Linked DNA regions of Mus musculus: region 2 is linked to region 1. Evidence: chromatin contacts called from public ChIA-PET data. All regions are on one chromosome and are shown on one strand. The core of a region is the stretch at or near the end of the contact, and the rest is flanking DNA. Distances in the headings are between cores, read along the strand shown. Region 1 holds the start of Nedd1 (neural precursor cell expressed, developmentally down-regulated gene 1). Region 2 holds the start of Amdhd1 (amidohydrolase domain containing 1).

Evidence for each region. ChIA-PET counts read pairs in DNA pulled down with a chosen protein or histone mark.
Region 2: an RNA polymerase II ChIA-PET map of memory CD8 T cells shows a contact between it and region 1, with 10 read pairs. The contact joins the promoter of Amdhd1 here to the promoter of Nedd1 in region 1. A contact is called at or near these places in 1 of 484 Hi-C or Micro-C datasets (B cells) and 2 of 115 datasets of contacts at active chromatin or transcription factors (large pre-B cells and memory CD8 T cells).

The regions. Positions count from the first base shown.
Region 1 is chr10:92,720,252-92,725,967 of GRCm38.p6, forward strand. Nedd1 (neural precursor cell expressed, developmentally down-regulated gene 1) reads right to left here and starts at 2,167. Exons shown (of 15, transcript NM_008682.2): 1 at 2,072-2,167.
Region 2 is chr10:93,537,756-93,543,471 of GRCm38.p6, forward strand. Amdhd1 (amidohydrolase domain containing 1) reads right to left here and starts at 2,278. Exons shown (of 9, transcript NM_027908.1): 1 at 2,079-2,278. The coding sequence starts at 2,215. It overlaps Ccdc38 (coiled-coil domain containing 38), which reads left to right and starts at 2,877. Exons shown (of 16, transcript NM_175488.6): 1 at 2,877-3,054.

The DNA of each region.
Region 1 (5,716 bases), core at 917-3,416:
TCCGCAGGGAAATAAACTAAGTAATGTTCTCATATTTTTTTAATGTGCTATAATCTAGCCATCCTGGAAGTCTGAATCCCACTGTGCCAAGTTTTCCAAACTCTAAAATTAACAACAAAGTTAAATAAGTTGCCACTGTATCCTAAAACCAACTCTTGGTCCCAGACCTCTGACTTTTTATTCAGTGTGATGTTCCCAGCACATAAATCTGACAGAATGATGCCACAAGCCAAGGCAGTCTAGACAGAAAGCAGAGAGGCTGCTCCAAGCACTCTGAAGGGCAGCAGTACTGTGAAAGACGGTGTATTTAAACATACAGAGGAGAGAAAAGGCAGAGAAATATGCTCTCACACTCAGTATGGGTGGTACCATGGTACTATTATTACAGGGCCGGCAGTGGTGGTGGTGCACGCCTTTAATCCCAGGCAGAGGCAGGTGGATCTGTGAGTTTGAGGCCAGCCTAGTCTGTGGAGCTAGTTCCAGACAGCCAGGGCTACACAGAAAACCCCTATCTCAGAAACAAAACAAACAAACAAAAACAGCAACAAAAAAGAGTACTATACTACTATCCAATTAACAAACTTGGTAATTCAATTTATCCTATTGCCTGTCTGAAGACATTAGATATATTAACAATGAGTTTGAATGAAGTGGGTTGCAACCGATATTTGTTTAGATAGAAATAAAATCAATGGAGAAAACTAAGGCACAAGCAGATGCTAGTTTTTAATTCCTGTGTGTGTGTGTGTGTGTGTGTGTGTGTGTGTGTGTGTGTGTGTGTTTAATCCATAGTGTTCCTGTGTGTGTGTGTGTGTGTGTGTGTGTGTTTAATCCATGGTAGCCACACAAAATATGTTTCTTTTTATAGGTCAACACAGTTTCATTGATACTTGAAGTCTAATAAAAAGTGGTTACTTTTTTTTTTTTTTTTTTGGTTTTTTGAGACAGGATTTCTCTGTATAGTCCTGCCTGTCCTGGAACTCACTCTGTAGACCAGGCTGGCCTTGAACTCAGAAATCCGCCTGCCTCTGCCTCCCGAGTGCTGGGATTAAAGGTGTGCGCCACCACGCCCTACTTTTTTTTTTTTTTTTTTTTTTTAAGGGATGCTACGGCAGCTACAACACACTGAATTGATTCCATCTGGTGACATAGGGGGCTGAATTTAACCAAGGTTAAAGGCCAACAGTGGTCAAAGACACGCCCCCACATCATCAACAAAAGCATCATACATATCTGGGTTCCAGAGGACAAACTAAAAAGCATAAGGCAGAAATCATTGAGTCTCAAGAGGAAAAATAAATAAATAAATAAAGTTTATGGAAAGGATTAAAACAGTTATTTGTTGTGCATATTTTTGGATACAGTAGTGTGTGGGGTGGTTCTGAGTTAGAAGGGACCCCTAGTAGGTGAGGCTAAAAACTTGCAGAGTCACCTGTTGAATTGTAGACAATGTTTCTATTTGGTGACTAAAACACTTACTCAATGCCCCTTGTTCCCCGGCCCATGGAAAAACACAGGGTAGAAAAGTTGAACTCTGAAGAACAGTAAACAGCTGCAAGCTGCTGCTACCCTAACCCCACACAAGGAGCCTACTGTGCAGTGTGGTGCAATGAGTGGATCAAGGCTCTTCAGAAGAGTTAAGCGACCCACACAGCTTCAGTGAGGCTGACTTCACGGAGACCTCTCACAGTCCCTTCGCTTGGCTTCTGGGCTCTGACATCAGTCCCCGGGAGAGGATCCCGGGAAAGAAGAGCGACAGCGACCAACTGCACTCTCTGCTCAAGAAGAGTTCTCGGGAGTTGCACCCCTAGCCCAGGGCGCCTGCGCTCAGCAGCTACGGGCGAGCCAGACCCGGGAGTCGGGGTGGACGAGCCGCTCGGGGCAGCTTGGCCCTTAAATCCGGGGCCCGCGACCCGGTCCTGTCCTGTCCTGTCCTGCCCGGTCCCCGGCCACTTTCCAGCGCGCGCGCGCGCCCGCTGCCGCCCAACGCAGGACCGAAGAGGCTGACCTCGGGGGTCCCCGGCCCAAGGCCACCGCGCTCACAGAGCCTCCCTGTCAGGCGGAACCTCACCTCTCAAGCGTGGGGCCACAGGGGAGGCCCAGCTCCACCCGTTCCTCGCTGCGCTTCCGGCTCCCGCCTGGACTGTTAAACTTGGGCGGCCGGAAGTCCCGCCTCGCATGACGTCACGGGAAAGGCGGTGCCCCGAGCGCTCAGCCCGCGGGGGTGCTGGGTGGCCTCCCACCCTGGGGCGGTGCAGAGGAAGATATCCTAGCCTGTAGCTACTGCTCCTTTATCACTCATTTGTTTGCTGGCTACTGTGTGCCAGGCGCTGAGTTAGGCTGTGGGTGTGCACTTACTGTGTTTAGCTTGAAGGGACAAGAGGTCAGTCAACACGCAGGTTCCCTAGCCTGCTGGAGATTACAGTCTAGTTAGGAAGTTAATATTAACACTTCTGTAGGGAAAGGGAAGGCAAGAATAAAATGCCAGGCAGTGGCGGTGCACACCTTTAATCCCAGCACTAGGGAGGCAGAAGCAGGCAGACTGCTGAGTTCTAAGCCAGCCTGGTCTACAGAGTGAGTTCCGGGACAGCCAGGGACTACACAGAGAACCTCTGTCTTGAACAAAACAAAACAGAAGAATAAAAGATGGGGAATTCACGGGCAACTCTCAGTTCCCACAAAAAAAGGTGTCACAGTTATCACAAAGAAGAACGCTCATAATAAAGGCAATTAACATGGTTGGTTTAGGAGAGGATTACTTGAGAGGAAGCCAAGAAAAGCTGCAGGTTAAACATCTAACTTCAAAGGGGTGTGGTGGTACAAGCCTTTAATCCTAGCACTCAGGAGGCAAAGGCAATGGGATCTCTGTGAGTTCAAATCCATCCTGGTCTACTGAACGAGTTCCAGGACGGTTATACAAAGAAACTCAGTTTCAAAGAGGGGAGGGAATGGAGAGGAAATTGTGGCAGGAGTGGGAGAAGGAAAGGAGGGGAAGAGAAAGGAAGGGGTGGGAGGGAAAAGGAGGAAAGCAGAGGAGAGGAACATCTAACCCAAAACGAACCCTAACCCTGAGAACAAACCCAGTAGTGACTTCAGCCTCTGAGCTAGCCATCTTCACATCCGCAGCTTCACATGCTGCTGTTCAGGTACATGAACACCAACTCAGTGGTTTTTTGGTTTTTTTGTTTTTGAAGGAAATGTATTTCATGGTAGAAAGGGGCCAATGAACTGAGTTTTCCCAACATTCCTGCTAAAAGATTGCTCTGTTGAGAGTTCTTACTTCCATCACTGATAGCATGTTCCTATGGAAAGTGTTGCTCCTTTGTCCCAGGTGCACACCGGATGTGTTTCTCAACTGGATACATAATGTCCCAGTTATCTGAACCCATATCAAAAACAACTGGAAACCTAAGAAGTGCCAATCCCCACCTCCCCTAGGAGAAAAAGAAGTCTCTCCAGCTTCTGGAAGCTGGTGAGGAACAACCATAAAATGAAGACGGGGAGCAAGCAGTATATGCCTTGTGTAATCTGCAGCTGCTTTTGGTGTTATTAGCTGATTTTTTTTCCTGGAATTTGGCCTAAAATGCTGAGATCTAAGTAGGGAGAACTGGAACACATGAAGAAAAGAATGCTTGAAGCAGAAAACACAACTCTCTAACACTGAAACCAGCAAGAAAGCTTAAGACTGGATTATGTGGTGGGGGGAAAAGGTAGACACTAAGACTATTCCTGCATTAAAAGTGAGATGTTTCATAACAATAAAAGTAAATAAACTGGGCACAATAGCTCACTCTAGTAATCCCAACACCCAGGAAACTGGGGCAGAAGTATTGGTATGAGTTTAATGCAAGACATTAACTGAAAACAAAAGTTGTTTTGTTTTGTTTTGTTTTGTTTTGTTTTTTGTTTTGTTTTGTTTTGTTTTTAGCAAGGGCTCTTACAGGAACAGAACTGACGATATTTATAGAAAATCTTATTTGAGTGGCTTATAGGCTGCACTGGCTAGTTTTGTGTCAACTTGACACAGGCTGGAGTTATCACAGAGAAAGGAGCTTCAGTTGGGGAAGTGCCTCCACGAGATCCAGCTGTAAGGCATTTTCTCAATTAGTGATCAAGGGGGAAAGGCCCCTTTTGGGTGAGACCATCTCTGAGCTGGTAGTTTTGGTTCTATAAGAGAGCAGGTTGAGCAAGCCAGGGGAAGCAAGCCAGTAAGGAACATCCCTCCATGGCCTCTGCATCAGCTCCAGCTTCCTAACCTGCTTGAGTTCCAGTCCTGACTTCCTTGGTGATGAATTAGCAGTATGGAAGTGTAAGCCGAATAAACCCTTTCCTCCCCAACTTGCTTCTTGGTCATGATGTTTATGCAGGAATAGAAACCCTGACTAAGACACAGGCCATAGTCCAGCTAATCTGACAATGGAAAGTCCCAGAATTCAGTAGCTGTTTAGTACATACTGCTTGATGTTTCAGCCAGTCTTGAATATATGTCAGAATCCTGAAGAAGCAGGCTCTACTACTAGTGAAGGAATGAACTTGCCAGTAGAGTGAGGGCAAGCAGGCAAAGAGCAAAAGCATTTGTCTGCTTAAACAACAAGCTTGTTCCTTTCCTGGGCTTCCAGGAGAAGGTGTGGCCCAGATTTAGGGTGTGTCCTCTGAGATCTAGTGATTCTGATTTAAGGTGGTCTTGTGACCTCAAGTGATCTGGATTTAAAGGTGGGTGGGTCTCCCTACTTCAAAAGATCCCTCATAGATGTGCCCCAATGGCTTCAGTTTTTAGTTCATTCCAGATATAGTCAAGTTGACAACCGATAGCCATCACAGGGGCATATCCGCCATTCCTGTTGAAAATTTCAACAGAATTCATTCTTATCTGGGGGAGGGGGAACCACAGGAGTAATGTAGAAAGTTGGGATACTTCCAAATATCTGCATTCACAGAGGACTCTACCCTCCCCCAACTATTGCAAGATTACCATTCTCTTCAGCAACATATCTGTAAACAAAAGGATGAAAAATGAAGCAAGTTGTAATAGGTTTTGAAAAGAATGTGTCTTACAGACCAGGTTTTCTAATCCTAAAAATGCTAAACATAAATAGAATATAATAAAGAAACTAGTGAAAGACCCACAAGTGAGGACTCCCCCATGTTCTGACACAGGAGAGGCAACACCCCAAATCACTCACAAGAAACGGCCTTGATGCAAACCGCAAGAGGACTTTTTATTCCAGGAGCGCTCAGGGGCCCTCAGTCATACACCATGCAGGGGTAGAGGACTGTGGACCCCGAGTAGCTGGGAAAGGGGTTATTTAAAGGAAAAATACACAACCCAAGGGGGTAAGGAGGGCATTATTAGAAAATGCCAAACATACCAGTGAAAAATCACACGGGGGTACTAAAAATCACAAGGAGAAACTCCCTGCTTCTCAAGATTGTTATCAAGATTTTAATCTAACTTTTGTGGTTGTCGAGTTCCTGGAACAGAGTCACTGAACTGGCTAACCTACATTCTCAGTGCAAGGGGGTCTGAATTTTTCCTGGCCTTTCAGCTCCTCACATCTTCTAGTGCCTAGTTCTAATCATAGAACTAGACTAGAGAAGTTCCAAACATCTGAGAATTAAACAACTGTAAGTCCTAGACAATCCTAGATCAAACTAAAAATAAATCACACACACAAAAAAACATTTAACCAAATGACAAATAAAATATAGCCTAAAG
Region 2 (5,716 bases), core at 1,028-3,527, 820 kb after region 1:
TGTGTTGAAACTGTGGTCTCCGATGTAAGGCTCTGGAAAAGTAGACAGAGCAGAAGGCTCTGGTCTCATCAGGGAATCAGTGCATTGATAACTTCCTAAGTTGTTGGGGTATTTGGGAGATGCTGGAATTTAGGACATGGGACGTGACTGAAGGGAGAAGTTCTTGGGAGCATGCTTTTCAAAACTATATCTTCTCCCTGGATCCTTTCTCTCTCTGTGTCTCTGCGTCCTGGTCACCATGGGATAAGTGTCTTCCATCTCCTGTGCCCCACCCTGACACCAGGACATTTGGCCCTGTGGTGACAAGGCCTCAGAGTGATGGAGCCGGGCACAGTGAAACCCACTAGATCTTTCCTTTGTTCCTGTCCCAGGCATTTTGTCACAGTGATGGAAAGCTCACCTAACTGGGGAGGGGTGCATTTAGAGGAGGGCAAATTCAGGAAGAGAACAAGAAACTACATTTGAATTTTGAAAAAAATTGTATTCTGATTTTTGAATCCGGATAGCGTTTTATCTGGCCAAGTTCTATAAAATGCCCACTTTGCAGTAAATCCAGTGATGGAAAGGACCAGACAGGTTGGAAGCTGACCTATGAATGCAGGTTAAACACAAAGCCCTCACTTGGGACTCCCTACTTAGGAATTCCTCTTCTGTCAGAGGTTTGTCCTGGTTGACATGGAGCTGACTTAACCAGGAGCCACAGGGCAAAGGGCTCTGCGGAGAGCTGGAGGTTGAAGCACACACCACTTCATGTGTGCTGTTGGACTTTAAATGAGTTCAGGCCTACGATGGAGATCTCTGATGGCCTCAGCCTGTGTGGGATGACTCTGGGGGTGTGGGGTTCTCTTCAGGACCACATTAACCACACAGCTGTCCACCTTCTAAGAATGTGGGCTGTCATTCAGTGGTGGGTTTTGGAGTCATGTTTGAACAAAGTGCACATCCAGTAACATAATTACTCAAGGAAGCTAGAAACCACCTTCCAAAGGTGTTAGGAGTTTTGGCCCTTTAGAAACTATTAACATGGAATAGTGAGGCTTTACTGTTTACTACTAAGTGGGAAAAAGAATAAACTACAAAATAATACACATTCATTCCTTCTCTTTAAAAGGTGTGAGTGTTGACACATTTTTATTTACTTTAGAAAACAACCCCAAAGCAAAGCGCCTGTGTGTTAACCTTAGTTCCCTGATGCAGGGCTTGAGTGATTTTGCGGGTCAGCCGTAGGTTTGTTTGTTTTACGACATGGTCTCACTTGGCTGCCCTGGAATTACGTAGAGCAAGCTGACTTTGAATAGTCTACCCCTGCCTCCAGAGTGCTGGTATTAAAGACATGGCCACTATGCTGGACTACATAATGCACACCACAGGTGCTTTTTGAGGGGGGAAAAAAGATGTAATGTTAGTTTTATTTAAAAGTATTTTTTTAAAGAGGGGCATGTCTTTGATCCCAGCATTCGGGAAGCAGAGATGAGTGGAACTCTGTGAGTGAATTCGAGGCCAGTCTGGTCTACAAGAGTCCAGGACAGCCAGGGCTACACAGAGAAACCCTGTCCTTTTTTCTTTTTCTTTTCTTTCTTTCTTTCTTTCTTTCTTTCTTTCTTTCTTTCTTTCTTTCTTTCTTTCTTTCTTTCTTTCTTTCTTTCTTCCTTCCTTCCTTCCTTCCTTCCTTCCTTCCTTTCCTTCCTTCCTTCCTTCCTTCCTTCCTTCCTTCCTTCCTTCCTTCTTTCCTTTCTTTTCTTTCTTTCTTTTTTTAAGTTCTTGATTGTTTTTTGAAACAGGATCTCACATGCAAACTCTACATACAGTCAAGGATGGCCTTAGACTACAGACCTCACCTTCTGCCTCTTGGGTGCTGGGACTGCACACCTGGATCAATATCCGGGATTTTAGAGCAAAAAAGAGTCTACAGACTCTTCTGGAAACAACAAAGCAAACCCACCAGCCAGTACTTTAGAAGCTATAATGGGATCAATGATCAATGATCATAATGAAAGATGCCCTGAAGGTGTTTTGTTGGAGAAAGAGCTTTCGCTCCGGAACCCCATCTCGCCTGTCCCCAGCTACTGGCTACTCACGTGCCCACCACCACGCTGGCGCCCTCCAGCACCGCCAGGCTGCGCAGCGCAGACCCGGTCAGGAAGCGCTCGCCGCGGGCACACACCAGCACCACTTGCTGTGCGTTCTCCAGCAGGAGGCGGTGGCTGCTCGTCATTGTCGCTCTAGCCGCTGGCGGGCTGCGGAGGACAGGAGAGCCTGCGAGCTGTGGCTCCCGGGCAGGGCGGGGCGGGGCTGGGCAGCGTGGGGCGGGAGCTGGCCAGCAGCCAGTGACCGGGACAGGAGCAGTGCCAACCAGAGCGCCTGGAATAAAGTTGGAATAAACTTTATTGTGGACGCCAGTCTTTTCAGGTCTCCTTTCCAGGTTTGGAGTAAAGGAGGTGATGGTTATATCACCCCCTCCCCAACCCCTAACTTCTGGATTAAAAACAAAACAAAACTGAAATTTAGCCACCACCGGAAGTGATCAAGTTGGGCGAGGTAGATGCGGTGCAGTGGCCAAGTGAAGTGTTGTTGGGAAGGGCTCACACAGAGACGTCAGTGGTGTGTGTGTGTGTGTGTGTTACAGTGACAGAAACAGAGGCAGACACAGTGGGGTGTGTGTATGCGTGTGGTGTGAGTGTGCATGGTGTGTGTGTGTGTGTGTATGTATGTATGTGTGTGTGTTAGACACAGTGACAGAAACAGAGACAAAAACACACTGTGCCCTGGGAGCTGGAACTTGAACCTAGCAAACTTGCGCTGACAGGCGACAGGGGCACGGGGCAGAGGCTCACGGTGTCCGCGTGACCCTCCTAGCCTGGCTGCGGGTGCCACGCGTGTTCGGTTGGCCAGATCGGCGCTTGGGCCTGGTAGTAAGCGGTTCCCAGGATGAAGGGAGCCTGGAGCAGGGAAGGATGAAGCTGAGACACAGAGTATCAGTTTGGTGCCTCTGTCTGCTTTGTCCCGACCGCCTTCTTGAAGGATAGGTCTCAACAGTGATCCAGACTTGTTGAGGTAAAACCAGATTTGACCCGGGTGTCTGACACTCCCCCCCTCCTCCCGAGTGTGGTGGCTTTCACACACACCACTGCACTCAAGGTTGTAGACAGACAGTATCCAGATTGTTTAAAGAACTGGCAGGCAGGATTTGTAAAGAATACATACACACACACACACACACACACACACACACACACACACACACACATACACATATACACACACACATAAATTTTTTGAGATTACAATGACATCATTTCCTGATTTCCTCTTAAACCACCCTTGTTCTCTTTCAAATTCAAGACCTTTTCTATGGTGTGTGTGTGTCCCTAAATACATAAATACAGCCCACTTGGTCTGTATAATGCTATTTGTACATATGTGGTTTTAGGGCTTCCCCCCCCCTTGGTCTTTTTTCTCTTGTTGAGATAAGTCTCACTGTGTAGCCCTGGCTGTTCTGGAGCCCTTTATGTAGATCAGGATAGCCTTTTAATTCAGATCTCTCTCTCTCTCTCTCTCTCTCTCTCTCTCTCTCTCTCTCTCTCCCTGGTTCCCCACCCCCACTCACACACACACACACACACACACACACACACACTGCACATCAGTGCTGAGACTAAAGACTATATCACCCTTAAGTTATTTAGTTTCTATGGTATGTTTCCTAAAAAGATAAGAGATTTTCTTCCCTTGCCCAGGCCAACAAATACTACAAGAGATGGGGGTGGCAGGGTCAAGGACTGAAAACAATACCATAAAAGCAGGCTTACTCTGCAAATCACAAAGATAATTTTGGGTCACCTTATAGCCATTAATAAAACAGACAGTAAAAATAGCTTCCGACAGACTAGAAGCAAATGTCCTTTAGGTCCACACCATGTTCTATAAGAAAATAGAGATGGGGTAGAAAAAAACAAAACAAAAACAAAAGAAGGAAGTTATAAAATAATGTGAGTGAAAACCTCAACAGCTGCTCACAAAGCAGAAACACAACCACAAATGTCTGTGTACTGCCAAGAGAGAGAGAGAGAGAGAGAGAGAGAGAGAGAGAGAGAGAGATTAACCAGGGGTGGTAATAGAGCTATGTGAGTTTCAGTCTAGCCTGGTCTACACAGTGACTCACTGTCAAAGAAAAAAATTAAAAGAAGAAAGGGGGTGGGGTGTAGAAATGGCAGAGGGTAGAAACAGAGTCACTTATGGTTAGAGAATTTTTATACTCTAAAATTTTAGCTAACCTGTTAACTTTTGGCAGGCAAAGGTAATTGCAGGGATAAAAGATGGGTTCACACTGGGGTTCAACAAATGCCTACTTCTGTTAGTTCTCCCCTGACCTGTTCTCAGGAAATCAATTGAAAATTTCCCCGAGGCACGGTTGTCTTCGCCTTATATAGCCACGCTTGCTTGTAGTTTGTGGATTTGTTTGACCTTCAGATAAAACGTGGGTCACTCGGGCTAATACTCGCATGTAAAGGAACAGTGGACATAGCTATTTTAATGCTATTTTCCTTGATTGACAGTTAGCTTAGGGATCTGACTGGCTAAAGTACCAGTTTCTCCCCTGGCTTCATAGAATGTACCACACACTGTGCTTTTATGGTTTATATATTCCCAGGAAGCCTAAAAAGGAATTATCCTTCTTTTTCATGGGTAGTTATGTCAGTGGGTGGCCTGAACGCATCAGATTGACTGTCCAAGGAGGCGCTGCCTGAGAGCTGCTTGCAAACAAAAGGTACAGGAAGTATAGACACAGGAAGCTTTAGGACCAAAGACTTGATCGTGCATGCGTGAGGCTCAGCTGTTAAAGAGTCCTTATTGTTCTTCCAAGGAGCCAAGGTCAGATCCCAGAATCCACATTAGGCCACTCACAAGTGCCTGTAACCCTAACTCCAAGGAATCAGACACCCTCTACAGACACTTGACTCATATGTACACATACACACACCCCATTAAAAAAAAAGATTTATTTATTTATTTAGTCTATATGAGTAAACTGTAGCAGTACAGATGGTTGTGAGTCATCATGTGATTGCTGGGAATTGAACTCAGGACCTCTGCTTGCTCCGGCCCCTGTTCACTCCTGCCCAAAGATTTATTTATTATTATATTTAAGTACACTGTAACTGTCTTCAGACACACAAGAAGAAGGTGTCAGATCTCATTAGGGATGGTTGTGAGCCACCATGTGGTTGCTGGGATTTGAACTCAGGACCTTCAGAAGAGCAGTCAGTGCTCTTAACCCCTGAGCCATCCCTCCAGCACCCCCCCACACACACACACCATTTTAAAGCACCAAAATTCTTGGTACTCTCCAGCATCCTCCTAGCACAGCCTTTACACTCCTGCATCACCAGACTCACATCAGGACCCCCTCCCGCTGGCCTCCCTTTTCTTCTTGACCCTTTATTCTCAGTTAAGTTTTTCTTTTTTCTTTTTTTCCCCCTTCGGTTTACTGAACAGGCCATCAGAAAGGTCAGCAGAAAAGTCCACACAAAACAGCAAGCCTGACGCCAGCAGGGTGAAATGAGGTCAAGCAAGCAGGTGTTTGCTCACCCTTCTGATCCGCTTTTGACCTAATAAAAGAGGCGGGCCATAGAGCAGGCCAAGGACCCAGGGGTCCCTGGCTTGTGGGTAAACAACAAACTGCTGGCTCAGATAGATCCACACCGTTGAAGGCCAC